Linked DNA regions of Mus musculus: region 2 is linked to region 1. Evidence: chromatin contacts called from public Hi-C data. All regions are on one chromosome and are shown on one strand. Each heading gives the region's core, a stretch centred on a gene start, on an enhancer-like site or on the middle of the called end of the contact. The rest is flanking DNA. Distances are from core to core; before and after follow the strand shown.

Region 1 (6,632 bases), core at 1,211-3,710:
GTCAACATAGCAACTGGTGGTCACAGTAGCTATACAATTAGAAAATGATTCTAACTTAAATGAAAATCACCACTCAGATTTAGCCAGGCTAAATGCATGTACTCTGTGGTCCTTTGTGCCTAGTTGCTACCCTATCGGATGAAGGTAGAGAGGAATTCAGTATTGAGTTATTCTAATTTTATTTGTGTGACTGTGATAAAGCTCGCTGACTAAAAAGAACTTAGGAAAAGGACAGGTTTATTTTCACTCACAATTCTAGAGTGTAGTCCACCATTGTAGGAAAATCAAGGCAGGAAATTCAAAGTTCTAGTCATTTCACATCCATAATGATGCTTGTATAGCTCAATGCAACTTTTCTCATTGTTACATAATTTAGTAGTCCTTGCCTAGGGAATGGTGTCACCCACAGTAGGCTGAGTCTTTCCACATTAATTACCTGAAGACAATCCCTCATAGACATGCTCAGAGAGCAACAGGATGTGAATATTCCCTCACTAAAGCCTCTTTTCACAGGTAATAAAAATACTATGTTGTGTTAAGTTGGCAAAGCTAACCATTATACTTTCCCAAGGTTGAATAAGAGAACTTCTATCCAAGTATTGATTTAAAAGGAAAAGTTTTTTTTTACAAAGAAGGGAGATGCAAAGGTCTGATACAGTGCATGGAGGAAATGGAAATGCTGAGGACACCAGAAGGGTAGTCAGATAATGTGGATGCTAAGACTGTGTTTGAGAACAAGATTTAACAAAGGAAGACAGAAAGATAGAACTCAGAAATGAAGAGAAGTAAGTGGGTGGCTGATAGAAAGGAAGAAAATGAAAATGAATATAAAGGCTACACAAAGAAATCTACAATAAGACAATGGTCAAGGCCAAGGCTTTCAGGCTTGTAGAAATATTGGCTTTGCCATCCTTTTCTTCATTCTCTGAATAGCAGGATCCTTCACACCTTTATCACCTAGTTTAAAAGCCACCTCTTCCTACTGAACCTCCTTGTTACCTTTTCTGATCCTTTCACCTTCATATTCGCCCTCCCCCATCACAACTATAATATGGACACTCTTCATTTTTATATGCTCCTCTCTCTCTCTCTCTCTCTCTCTCTCTCTCTCTCTCTCTCTCTCTCTCTCTCTCTCTCCATGTATCATCTACCTTCCTAAACACATGTTTCAAGAAGGCATGTTTGTACTCTGTGGGAGTGAGTACATGTGGAAAACTTGAAAGGAACCCAGAAGATGTGGGAAAGAGGATTCAAATGGGCAGTAGTAGGGAAACTTATGAAGACTTGAGATATTAAGGCAGAATGAGGAATACTGGGGGTTGAAGGGTTTAGGTAGAAACCGTAGGGGAGGATGGATGGAGGACAGCAGAAAGGGATGTGTCAACTACAACTCAGATGGTGAAAATGTCATAAGAAACACTGCTACTTTTGTAAGCTAATTAAAATTTTAAGAGGCTAAAAACTGTGAATGAATATATAAGCTTACTTGTCTTTAGCTGCATATGTATCAAAAGATGGCCTAGTCGGCCATCACTGCAAAGAGAGGCCCATTGGACTTGCAAACTTTATATGCCCCAGTACAGGGGAACGCCAGGGCCAAAAAGGGGGAGTGGGTGGGTAGGGGACTGGGGGGGTGGGTATGGGGGACCTTTGGGATAGCATTGAAAATGTAAATGAAGAAAATACCTAATAAAAAATTTAAAAAAATAAATAAATTCTTAGATGTAGAATTGCTAAGTCAAAAAAAAAGAATATATAAGCTTATGTATAAAAAAGGCACCATGCTTTGTCTCTCTTTCTTTCTTTCTTTCTTTCTTTCTTTCTTTCTTTCTTTCTTTCTTTCTTTCTTTCTTTCTTTCTTTTTTTCTTTCTTCCTTCCTTCCTTCTCTCTCTCTCTCTCTCTCTCTCTCTCTCTCTCTCTCTCTCTCTTCTTTCTTTCTTTCTTTTATTTTTTTGTGAATGAATGAACTTGTCCTCATTCCCATGTCAATTTGTTGGCAGTATCTGAATCAATATATCCTATTTTAAAACCCTTAAAGCACAAAATTCTCAGTGGTAACTCATACAAGAATTATTGAATTGGGAGTTAGGGGATCAAAAGATGAGTCAGAAATTACTTATAGGGGATGTGGCATGATGCTGCCCAGTGCCCAGTATGTATGATTTTATTTTATCTTATTTGCATTCTCATACGTGGCTCCCAAGACCCCAATCTCCAATGATTTTTTTCCATGAACAAAGCCCTGTGAGGTTCTTTTGTGGAATAATTCCATAGGAAATTGCTATTTCATGCATGGCTTCCAAGACTCACAGCCCAAGGTAGGAGTGTAGAGAAGAGGAGGGTGTGAGGATGAAGCTCAGCTGAAAGTCAGGCTGGAGCCTCTCACCTCCAGAGCTTTGCCAGGAAGTTCCCTCAGCAGACCCCGGGAACTCCGTGTGGTTAGTGAACCAGCTCTGAGTCATCTCAGTCAAGGAGGCTCCGGATGTCTCTGAATAGTGTGTCTAGACTTACAGTCTGCTGGGGAGGGAGTAGGAGGATCCTGAGAGAAGACTAGGAAATGATGGGTGGGTGTTTGTGCTGGTCTCAGATTACTTCCTGTCCTTCATATCTTAAATACCCAGAGAGTTAATTTCAGGTCATCTACTTTGATGTTTATCGGTTTCACAGAGCCTACAGGATGCTAGACACAGAGCTTGGTTCTGGGAATAGAAAGCTGACAAGGGCTCTTCTCTGATGGACCTCTCTGATGGGAGAGTTATATCTTGTCACAGAGTAATCTGATTAAAGTGGTGAGGGGTGTTACAAAGATATATAATCAGGTCCATGTACATAGAATGGTACATGTTCAAAACCATAAGGCTTAGGAACTGAACTTCATTAGAGAGAGCCATTGATGATTTTTCTTATTTTTGTTTCTTTAGTGCTGCTTTGACAGTTTGATATTTATATATAATGAATTCCAACTGCTTTTAGCCCTGTACCCTCTTGTGCACCCCTCCACTTCCAAGAAGTCCTCTCTGACTTTCATGGTCTTCCTTTCTTGTGAGGTTATTTGGGCTTGCCTGCATTAGAATGGGTGAGGGTTCATGTGCTGCATCACAGGCAACTTAACAATGACTACACCACTAAAGAAACTCAAATACTCCACCAGCAATGACTTACTGCCAATGGTCAGTATCTCAGGGATGGGTAGAGCTCATGTGTTGATGGGTTCCTGCTGCTTCTATCATGTGTGGTAACCTCATGCAGTGACCTTTTGATTACAATGCCAGGTCTTGCCCAGAAGGTGCCCTTCCATGGTGTGCCTCTGTGTCTCCTAGCTCTGACACTTTTTTGCTACTTCTTCCATGATGTTTTCTGAGCTGAGGAGGAGGAGGAGGAGATACAAATATCCTGTTTAGGATCACATATTACTTTCTCCTGGCAGGATGGACGAATTGTAACAGTGGAGACCTGATAAAGGACTAGCAGTAGACAGGTCAACATCATTTTCTTTAGACTGAGTTAAACTAGTCTGACTTTACAAAAACAAAATACACCAAAGTGTTTCTTGGCTCAAGTTGTTTGTGTATCATCCTTTCTTCCACTTTGTTTTCTCTCTTCCTCCTTTCTTCCACTTTGTTCTCTCTCTCTCTCTCTCTCTCTCTCTCTCTCTCTCTCTCTCTCTCTCTCTCTCTCTCTCTCATCTGATTAGAGCCACTACTATCTTTCATGTGATAATATTCAAGGCATCAATCCTACCATCTTGGACAAGGATATAAGGGAGCTTGGGCGAGATTAGGCTCCTGCTTTTATCACAAGATTCATATAGTAACTAACCAGGATTCTACAAGGACTCTCCCAGTCTCTGCTGTAAGTATGTGCTTCTACTTAGTCAAAGACATCCCACAATGCCTCATTCCTGGAAAGTACATATTACTCAATACTGCCATTGGAAGACCAAGCCACCAACATACCAAAACCTCGGTAAACTTCCACAATGTTAATTACAGCAGTGCTGGCCCAGTTTAGCTTCCCCATAAGAAATACAAGGAGAAAACTCACCAAGCCTTATCATCATGGACAAATTCATTAAACCAAGCTTTGATAAAAATTTGTGTACCTGGGCTATCTCTCCGTAAAAGTGGAGTTCAGTATAGTGGCATTAAACATGGATAAGGTAAGGGTTTTTATAGTTCAAGAGTAGGGGGATTTCCAAATTAGAGGTTTAGAAGGCAAATAGGCAGTGTTACAGAAGCAAAACATAAGCATAGCTAGAAAAACATAACAATCTCCTAAAACAGAGAGATGATTACAAGGTGGTCATAGTAAGGTAGTGGTAACAAGGTGGTCATTACCAGCTAGTCATAGATGGTCATATAACATTTTGAAATGAAGACAAAGTTGTCATTTCCTGGATCAGGCAACACTGAAGCATCTGTAGTTAAAGTTACAAGTGGTACATAGCCCAATCCTTGAGAAACAGAATTAATCACAAACAGGAACCAACCTACTTTATCTTTACTATAAGATGGCTTTTAAGTCTAAGATAGAAGCCGGCTGGCTTATCACTTTCCCCGAGCATCCGTGCTGGGCAGCTCACAATCACCTGTAATTCCAGTTTCAGAAGCCCTCTTCTGGCCTCTCCAGGCACATACATATAATATATATTCACACAGACACACACGTGCACACATAGTAAAGTAAAATAAGCCTTGACACAGAAGCACCAGAACATGGTTGGGCACACAAGTCAAGAGCCACACCCTGTTCCTTATGCTTCTCCTCCTGCCTCCGCTCTGGGATCAACCACTGTAGCTGTCAGCTAGTTTCTGGAATATTCCAAAATTGAGTTGTATGAGTATTTGTGCTTGCTCTCTTTAGCACTCTTTCCTATGTGCCTGGCCCTTTCTTTGCTTTTGGCCTCTACAGTATTATTTTCCCTGGAGACTGTCTTTCTGGACAGTCAATCAAAGCCATCTGCTTTACAACACCATAATCAGCCATTATCTTGTTGGCGTATGCATACCTCAATTATCTGTCTCCTCTCCCAAGGCTGCTGCATTAAGGCATGTCCACCTCCATTGTTCTAAACATGATGCTCCCAGTGTCTTACAACATCAGAAATATATAGTCTTACTTCAAATACTGTTGAATAAATGAATGAATGATTACAAGTAAATAGCCAACTCTAGTGATCTTTTTCTTTATTTTTCTTCTATTTTTCTCAATTTCATCTTTGGACATTTCTGAGGAATATTTCTTTGCGAATACAGTCTATCTATGATAGAGCTGTTTATTGACCCTTGAGATAAAACTTCCAAATTGGAATTGGGTGGTTGTGAGTGGTTTTCAGAGAGGTAAAATTTGTCATTAGTATCATTGTTTATGTGTCCAATGCCCTTCATATTTTTCCCTTTTATACAGCATTTGACATTTGCAAAATGTTTTCCATTTATTTTTATGTAAGGAAAAAGCAAAAAGCCATACATACTTTTCCCCATATTACCCCTCCCTTTTAAAAGAGCATAAAAGCAAAGAATCGCTTTGTGTTCAGGAGTAGACAAATTGAGAACAAAAGAAGGAGAGAGAAATGGGTACAGTGGAAGACAACTGGAAGGCTGGGAGGTGTTCAGTCAGTAAAGGGCTCGCTGTGCAAGGGATAAACACCTGAGGTCAAGTCCCCAGCACCCACATGAAAAGCTGCAGGCAGTGGTGCATGACTGTAACCCCAGCCATGGCAAAGCAGAGCTCAATGGATCCCTGGGGCTCCACCAATCAGTGAACTTCTGCTTCCATGAGAGACTCTATCCCGAAACATAAAGTGATGATAACTGAGGAGATGTATAAAGTACTTGTCATTCAAGTATGAAAAGAAGAGTTTGGTGCCAAATAGCCACATAGTAGCTGCATAGGTAAGGCAGCTTACAGGATCCTTGGAGCAATTTGGTTAGCTAGACTACCTGGACTTAGATAATTTCTGGTTCATTGAGAAACCCTGATTAAATAAATAAAGAGGATAGCAGTTGAGAAAGACATCCAATATCACCATGACACACACACATGCATAGGTGCTTACTTGCACATATACCAGCAAATGAACCTCCTACATGCAAACACACATACAAACATTCAGCTGAAACAAACTCCCATACAATTACATGTATAAAAATATAAGGAATATACTGACCTCAACTTCAGACCCCAATATACATGCTCATATATGATCATCTATATGCACATACACAGAAGCATGTATGTATGCACGTAAAAAAGGGAGAAAGATAGGAAAAGACAAAGAGAAATGGAAGAGTGTGAAAGACGTAGATTAAAGATAGATGGATAGATAGATAGATAGATAGATAGATAGATAGATAGATAGATTGATTGATAGAGAGACAGACTGCAGGACAATTCATGAGACAGGTTTTTCCTCCACACAGTCTCAATTTCACTGTCAGAACTGAGTCATTTAAGAAGGTGGGAACATCAAATGACCCAAGGAAATATGAGAAGGTGTGGGGTGTAAGGTTTCTTTATTAGTCAATTTAAAATAAAATGTGGCTGAGTAATTTAGAATGTGTCTGGAGTCAAGCAGAAAATTAGCCATATTCCTATATCCTACCCCCTCCCCTGAAGGCAGCAGAAGTGC
Region 2 (6,632 bases), core at 1,172-3,671, 160 kb after region 1:
TGGTGTTCACTGAAGTACCTTATCTTGGAATGAGTTTGGTGCAGGGACTAAGTCCTATTCAGAACACAAGGAAATGACTGTATGGTTTGGTTATATGCTTTCTTTGGCCTTGGTATTAACATCTTTTCCTCCTTCCTAAACTCTCTCAGATTTGTCCTTAAGACAACTACTAACAACAAAAATCAATTAGGATGCCTCAGTCTTGGTACAGAAACTGAATGTTCAAGGGAAAAGCAGTGCAAACTCTTTGCTACAAATATATTATTTATTCAGACCAGTGAGGTGGCATCTTTGGTATTTGCATTATTTGATTTATTCTGTGTCATTTATTTACATTTTTTGTAACTCCCCTTTAAATAGATATTTTCCTGAAGTTTACGATTTCTTCTTTTTCTTCCTTTTCTCTTGTCTGTCTCCTTCCTCTCCCTCCTCCCCCTCTCCCTCCCCCCCCTCTCCTTCTTCCCCCTCTCCTTCCTCCTCCTCCTCCTCCTTTCCTAACATCCAAGCTATTAACAATAGTTGGGAACTGTGAGGTGGGATAAAGCTGGGTAGCCCTTTTGGCATCTAGATACTCCAGCTGATAATGACATCATTGCCATGTATGCACATCGACACACACATGCACGCTTAAGCACTGGCAGCATGATGCATGGGTTTATGGCTGTAGCCCACTTCTAATAGAAAGGGTGAAGGCCTGAAGAAAGGCTGAAAGCACGTGCTTCAGCTTCATGTCTCCATGCACCATGGTGGCCCTTTTCTTTGGCTGCTTTGATGGTGACATCTTCCCACAACTGGTCTTCCAGCTTATATATACTCCCAGTGCAGAACCTTTCCATAGTTCCTGCCTGGGTACACATTTACACATTCTTGCTTTGAGAGAAAATTCTGAATTCTGGTTCCACATTTGGAGCTTATTATCAGTGAGATCAAAGGTAAATATATTTTGTTTGCTTAATAGAAAACAGTGCATGCTCACACACGACATCCACTCGTGCACACCACAGACACAGGGCACATACACACACGCACTATAAAATCTCCTAAGTGTGGGGAACAAACACCAGATACCCATTTCTTGGGATGGAATGCTGAGACCACAAGCAGGATAGGCAGACACTACAGTTTGTTTTCTGATGCACACTTCAAGCACGAGGCCTCCAGAGCTGTATTTCACAGAGTTAGGACTTCCTAAGGAAACCCAGTAGCATAGGAACTTACTGCTCCCTGTTCCCGACCCACCCTCAGTATCTTCCTTCGGGTCTGTTCCATGAAGCCTTCTAATCTGTCAAAGACTGTTCACTCCCAACCTTTTAATCAGCCCAAATTTAACAATGAGTCAAATACTTAAAATCCACATTAAAGAGGGGAGGAGAAGGGGGCTCTGAAGTGGCCCACACCACTGTCAATACCCAACGATGGGTCATTTTTCCCAACCTAATGGTGATACATGAGCTTTGTTTTAAATAGTGAAGTGGTTTGTACAAAGGGTAATTCCTGGTAAATGAAGCCATTGCTCATGGTGGACACCTTCAGATCGAAAGCAATTGAACTGAAACCCGCACATCAGCCCTTTCTGTCTTTAATTAGAAAGTGCTGCTCAGTGTGGAAACTCACTGGGGTAGAAGGGCTCTCTCACAGAGGTTGGATGGCAGTGGAGTTGTGGGGGGCCGGCCTCTATGCATCAGATGAGCTTATAAATTTGGGACACATTAGGTAAGGCATAACCATTATGACTGCGTAGGAAAGTTCAATTCTCATTGCAGCGAGTCCCCTTGCGTCTCTCCATCCGATGATTTACGGAGGGCACAAATGACACTTTATCACATTTTTTTCTTCTTGGCTAATCCCATACTGATTTATTAGTTAGTGCTGTGGATTGGGGGTAGTCAATAGTGTCAATAATGCAGAAGAGAATTAGGATAGATTATCTTCATGTCTGAATTGTTTAAAGGGATCTAAGTGGCTAGAATGAGCATATCTGCAGGCTTGCCTAGCTGTTTGCCATGAGATGTCTGCCTGCCTCTGTCTTCAGATATTGTCTGCTATAAATTGTTTGATTAACGAACCCTGCTGGGATTTTTTTTTTCTGGCCTTTTCTAAGGAAAGAAAGAAAGTACGTGTCACCGTTCTGAACAGGGTGAGGCCCAGTGTCCACTGGACTGGGCTGCTTCTTTGCCTCACCTCCGTGGAGAGAAAGATGTCATGAACTTGGTTGGCTGCAGGGTTATCTAGATTGCCACTTCCTTAAAGCCACTTAAAGCAACCGTCATTTGTGGAAAACATAACGCGTCTGCCTGTCCACAGACAGGAGTCTTCCGTGCCATCCCTCTCTGTCTGCCATTTCGTGGTAGGTTGTGTGTCAGAACATGCAAGCCAGCAGCTCTGCCTGAGCTGGGAATGGAGAAAGCCTGGATCATTAGTGCTCACACACCATCTGTTTTCCTTACAGCTGCCCTTTGAGTGATTGTCCGGTAGCTGATGTGCTGAGGGTAGACAATTGTTTTTTAGGGGTTTCTGATTCATTTCGCCAAGCTCCCTGCCCCAAGAGAAAACATAATGCTTGTTTATTCATACTGGCTGGTAAAAAGCAGTGTAGTTTATCAGGCAAATCATGGTCTTCTGGAAGAGAAAGACTTTGCGGCGCAGTAAACAAAATCAGGTTGGCACATCTGTGCCTAAGGGGGCTGGTGATGGGCATGGGGTATCATCCTGAGAAAGAGGCAGGGCTGGCAGACATGGACATAATTGTCCCATCTGCAGAGACTTCTTTAATGGACACGGAGAGGTGTCCCAGTGTGCTGCTTAATTCAATTAAGACAAACATAGAAAGTTCCGTTCATCAATAAAGTTGCCTGTTTCCAGTGCTGCTGGAGAGAGTCCTGCAGGGCTGAGCTCTGGTCTGTGGCTGTCACCCTGATGTCACTTGCCTTTCCTGGCTCTATGGGGTCAGCTCTTAAGCATAATAGCTTAGAAGGGCCTTGGCTCTTTTACCACGCTGAGTGCAAGTAAGTTGGGGAAATGGGCAGTGGTCACACGGTCTGTTCTTATAGCTGGAAACTATTAGGAAATGGCTTACCCAGGGATCTCAAATTCAGTGCCCAAGCCCTTAATAAGGATAAGAAATCGACGATGGAGGAAATGTGCAGACTCCTGGCGTGGCTTGGGAAGTTGTCGCTGTTCTTCCTAGGATATTGCAGCCATGATTGTTTGCTATTGGCTGAGAAAGAGCAAAAGACGATTTCAGTCTACTGCCTGGAGCCTCTGCTTTAGATTCCTCTACTGCAGATCCACATTTCTTGTATTTAACAAGTGTTTGACAGTGTCCAGAGCATCATCTTAGCTTTGCAGTGAGATAGTTGGGGTCTTTCAGCCTTTTCCTGGATTTTACCCACAATGCCTCAGGGCGGATGTATATTGAGTGTAGCTGTTCAGAACAGAGAGGAATAGATAAGTATGTGGGTTAGAATCTTAGATCAAGGAAAGAGAGTAGTCACCACCCTCCACTTGAGTGTAATGTTCAGCGGAAGTATAGTCACTTGTTTCTATGAAAATTGTTTCCAAGTGTTGTCGCTATTTTAGAATGTTACATAGTGTCCATGCTGTTGTGCAGCCGAGGCTCCAGTAAAAGAATGAATGTGGATAGAGATGAACCCAGAAAATAGCTTCAGATTAGGGAGCATGGGGTAGGAGAGGAGAAGGAGGCTCAGGAGGCTCTGGAGACCTGATTGTTCTTCTGACCTGAGAGGAAAAGCCAGAAATTCAGCCTAGGGGTAAAGAAGGAGCAAGAACCCTGTGGGGGAGGTGACAGTGTAAGTGGTCATGTGTTGGCCTTGCACGTGTTTTGTGCTCAGTACCCAGCCCTGCTGGAGGGAGGGACCAAGCAGGTTTGTTGGCACATGTCTAAAAACTACAGCACTCTGAAGGCAGGGATAAGAGGATCCTTTTGTCTTTCTAGTCAACTAAGTTAGCTTTCCAGGACAGTTCCAAGCCAAGGAAAGACCCCCAACTCCAAAGAAAATACGGGCAGCGTCGGAGGAGTGAAATAGGTTGTCTTCTGACCTTCATGTGCACATATGCACATGTACCAGCAAGCACGCATCACACACACACACACACACACACACACACACACACACACACACACACACACACACACAGAATTATTCTCAGCTACAACAGACACTGTGGTAATCTCACACTTAGACACACAGAGACATCAAGCAGTGGAAATGGGTCTAATACAGAGTGGTCATTCTCTAAGGGCAGAGTATGGGTCTGATTGGCTCACATCATTTTGAATGAGGTGCAGGGTGGAAAGGTAACCTATGGAAAGAAAGCCATTCCAGAATTGTGACCTGGTACCTGTGAGGTATGGACCCAAGACAGGGACAGTAAGGAAGGGGAGAGCTTTGATCAAACTGCTAAGGAGTCATATTCAACAAGAGGTGCCAAGGCTCCTGTTGACAACTATGTAATCATGTCAAGGGACATATATGATGTGAACAAGACAAACATGGCCCATTCTTTCTCCACCTTCCTTGTTTTTACCTAATAACTACAGCAGGTGACACATCTTTACAGATTTTGAAATAAGCCTACATTTAAGTAGACAGGTACCCTTGCCCAATTATAGTGGTGATATGGTTTCCAGTATACATGAAAATCCACAGTCACTCCCTCTCATACTTGCCCACTGATTCTAGGTTTATAGAGTTCACATGGTGTGTGTGTGTGTGTGTGTGTGTGTGTGTGTGTGTGTGTGTGTGTCTCAGTTATTGTGAATTTGAGGTTAAACCTCAGGCCTAGTACATGTTAGGCAAGTGCTTTCCCAGTAACCTTCGGGCCTCCTTTTACATTTTATTCTGAAACAAGGTCTTAGTTGCCCAGGCTGGCCTTTAACTTTGGTTCCTCCTACTTCAATCATCCTCATTGCTGAAATGTCAGGCCTTGGCTACCACCACCCTCAGCTCATTCTGTGCCTATTGAACCCCCACGGGGTGACAGATGCCCTCAGGAAGCAAAGCCTAGAGCTTCTGTCTCTGGGAGAGTCTTAGCATCCTTAACATCATTATAATACTGCATTTAGACACACATCAGCTTGGTCCATAGAGTGTTTTATGTCATGTCTGGGTTAGAATTACATCTTCCTTCCTTCCTTCCTTCCTTCCTTCCTTCCTTCCTTCCTTCCTTCCTTCCTTCCTTCCTTCCTTCCTTCCTTCCTTCCTCTGGTCCAATATGCAGAGAGAAAGCACATATAATTAACTTACATCTCTCTCTATGTCACCTCTCCATCCCTCTGCCCAGACAGCAGCAGACAGCAAAGGAAAGACATCCTGTACTTAATGATTAGAGTGTACAGAGGGCTCTGAGACAATGGACTGAGTCAGAAGGCTGCTGCTGTGGTCCTTAATGCTCACCAAGGCCTTAGTGGCTAGACAGTTGCACCTCATTTTGATCTTTTTCTCTGCGTTGTTTCAGTACACACAGAATAGGAAGCAGAGCGCGAATGAGGTAAATTCAGAAGGCCAGTGTGTGTTTTCAGAGACTTAATGACTATTTTTCTTTCTCTTCTGTGGCTATGGAACAAAGTACAGGCAATTTTAGGATTTAAGGGCCCAGATTTCCCTGGGCTCGGGAGTAGAATACAAGGAGACTTTGGGATTAATGAGTCTTTTCTTTTCCTTGGGGGCAGACGTTTGCCTGGCACTCACCTGGAGAATGGGATTTTTCTTATTGGAAATAGCAGCAAGCATCTGTGGGGTTCCTTCTAGGAGAACTGCTTCCTGAGCCTGGGTTAAGTAGTGCTTAGCTCTTTGGAGAGGATAAGGACTGAAATATGATGCCCCTCTCCTGGAATACTTCAGGAACAATGAGGAGCAATTATGGAATCTTAGTCAGGGAGAGAATATTTCCAAATGACATGCGAACACTGATGTTGCCTTAGAAGCCTGGGTGTTCAACCCTCCAAAAACAGTCTACAAAAAGCAGGTGTCTCTTGTCCTTGTGTAGAACGGGCTCTGAGGCCAAATCCCAACTCTGTTATTCATGAGCTGATCTGACTGAATTGAGCAAGTCACTTAACTTGATTTGGACCTTAATTGCTTCTTCGGAAAAAATCGAGACTAGAATGCCATTGTATATTGTTCTTGGTGAGGTGAAGTGGGATACCACTCAGGGCTCGAGATGCAGCAAAGAGCCCATAGATACTGAAGATATGAAAAAAAGCAGATCCTAACTTAGCCGTTAAGAGATAGAGAATTGTTTTAAGGTAACAGAGGGCCGGCTCCTGGAAGCTTCCCACTTCTATTTGTATTTTCCTGAATGGGAATACCTATGTGTGTACCTATGGTCTGTTGAGGTTATAGGTACCAGCAGCAATCGAGGGCCACTCTGCGTCTCTCATCCATCCTGTCTGCTTAGTTCTCTGCTTTCCTTCCTCTTTCGGGTCTTTCCCTGGTGGTTGTGATATGGCTACATAGCTCAATTAATGCTCTCTGACGGGAAGAGGGAAAGTAAAAATCACCCGGCTCCTGTCAGCAGCAAAGTTATTTACTCTCAAAAGCTGACGGAATCACACTGCAGGAGCTTCGTTTATTTCTATTCAGAATGTCGTGGTGCCCCGTGCTGGAGAC

The links. Hi-C and Micro-C count contacts between places; a contact is called where the count stands out from the background.
Region 2: a contact with region 1 is called in a Hi-C map of the N1E-115 cell line, with 3 times the contacts expected there. The contact joins two enhancer-like sites. A contact is called at or near these places in 4 of 484 Hi-C or Micro-C datasets (the N1E-115 cell line, nephron progenitors and pre-hematopoietic stem cells) and 1 of 115 datasets of contacts at active chromatin or transcription factors (embryonic fibroblasts).

Annotation. Positions count from the first base shown.
Region 1 is chr16:6,886,936-6,893,567 of GRCm38.p6, forward strand. It overlaps a transcript of Rbfox1 not described here. Among named protein-coding and RNA genes, the nearest start is that of Rbfox1, 180 kb to the right of the region's middle. Within about 2 kb of position 2,461, at least 35 of the 459 cell types and tissues checked have an H3K27ac peak or open chromatin away from gene starts, as enhancers often do. A contact at or near this core is called in the N1E-115 cell line, where this site is marked.
Region 2 is chr16:7,042,655-7,049,286 of GRCm38.p6, forward strand. It overlaps a transcript of Rbfox1 not described here. Among named protein-coding and RNA genes, the nearest start is that of Rbfox1, 24 kb to the right of the region's middle. Within about 2 kb of position 2,422, at least 4 of the 459 cell types and tissues checked have an H3K27ac peak or open chromatin away from gene starts, as enhancers often do. A contact at or near this core is called in the N1E-115 cell line, where this site is marked.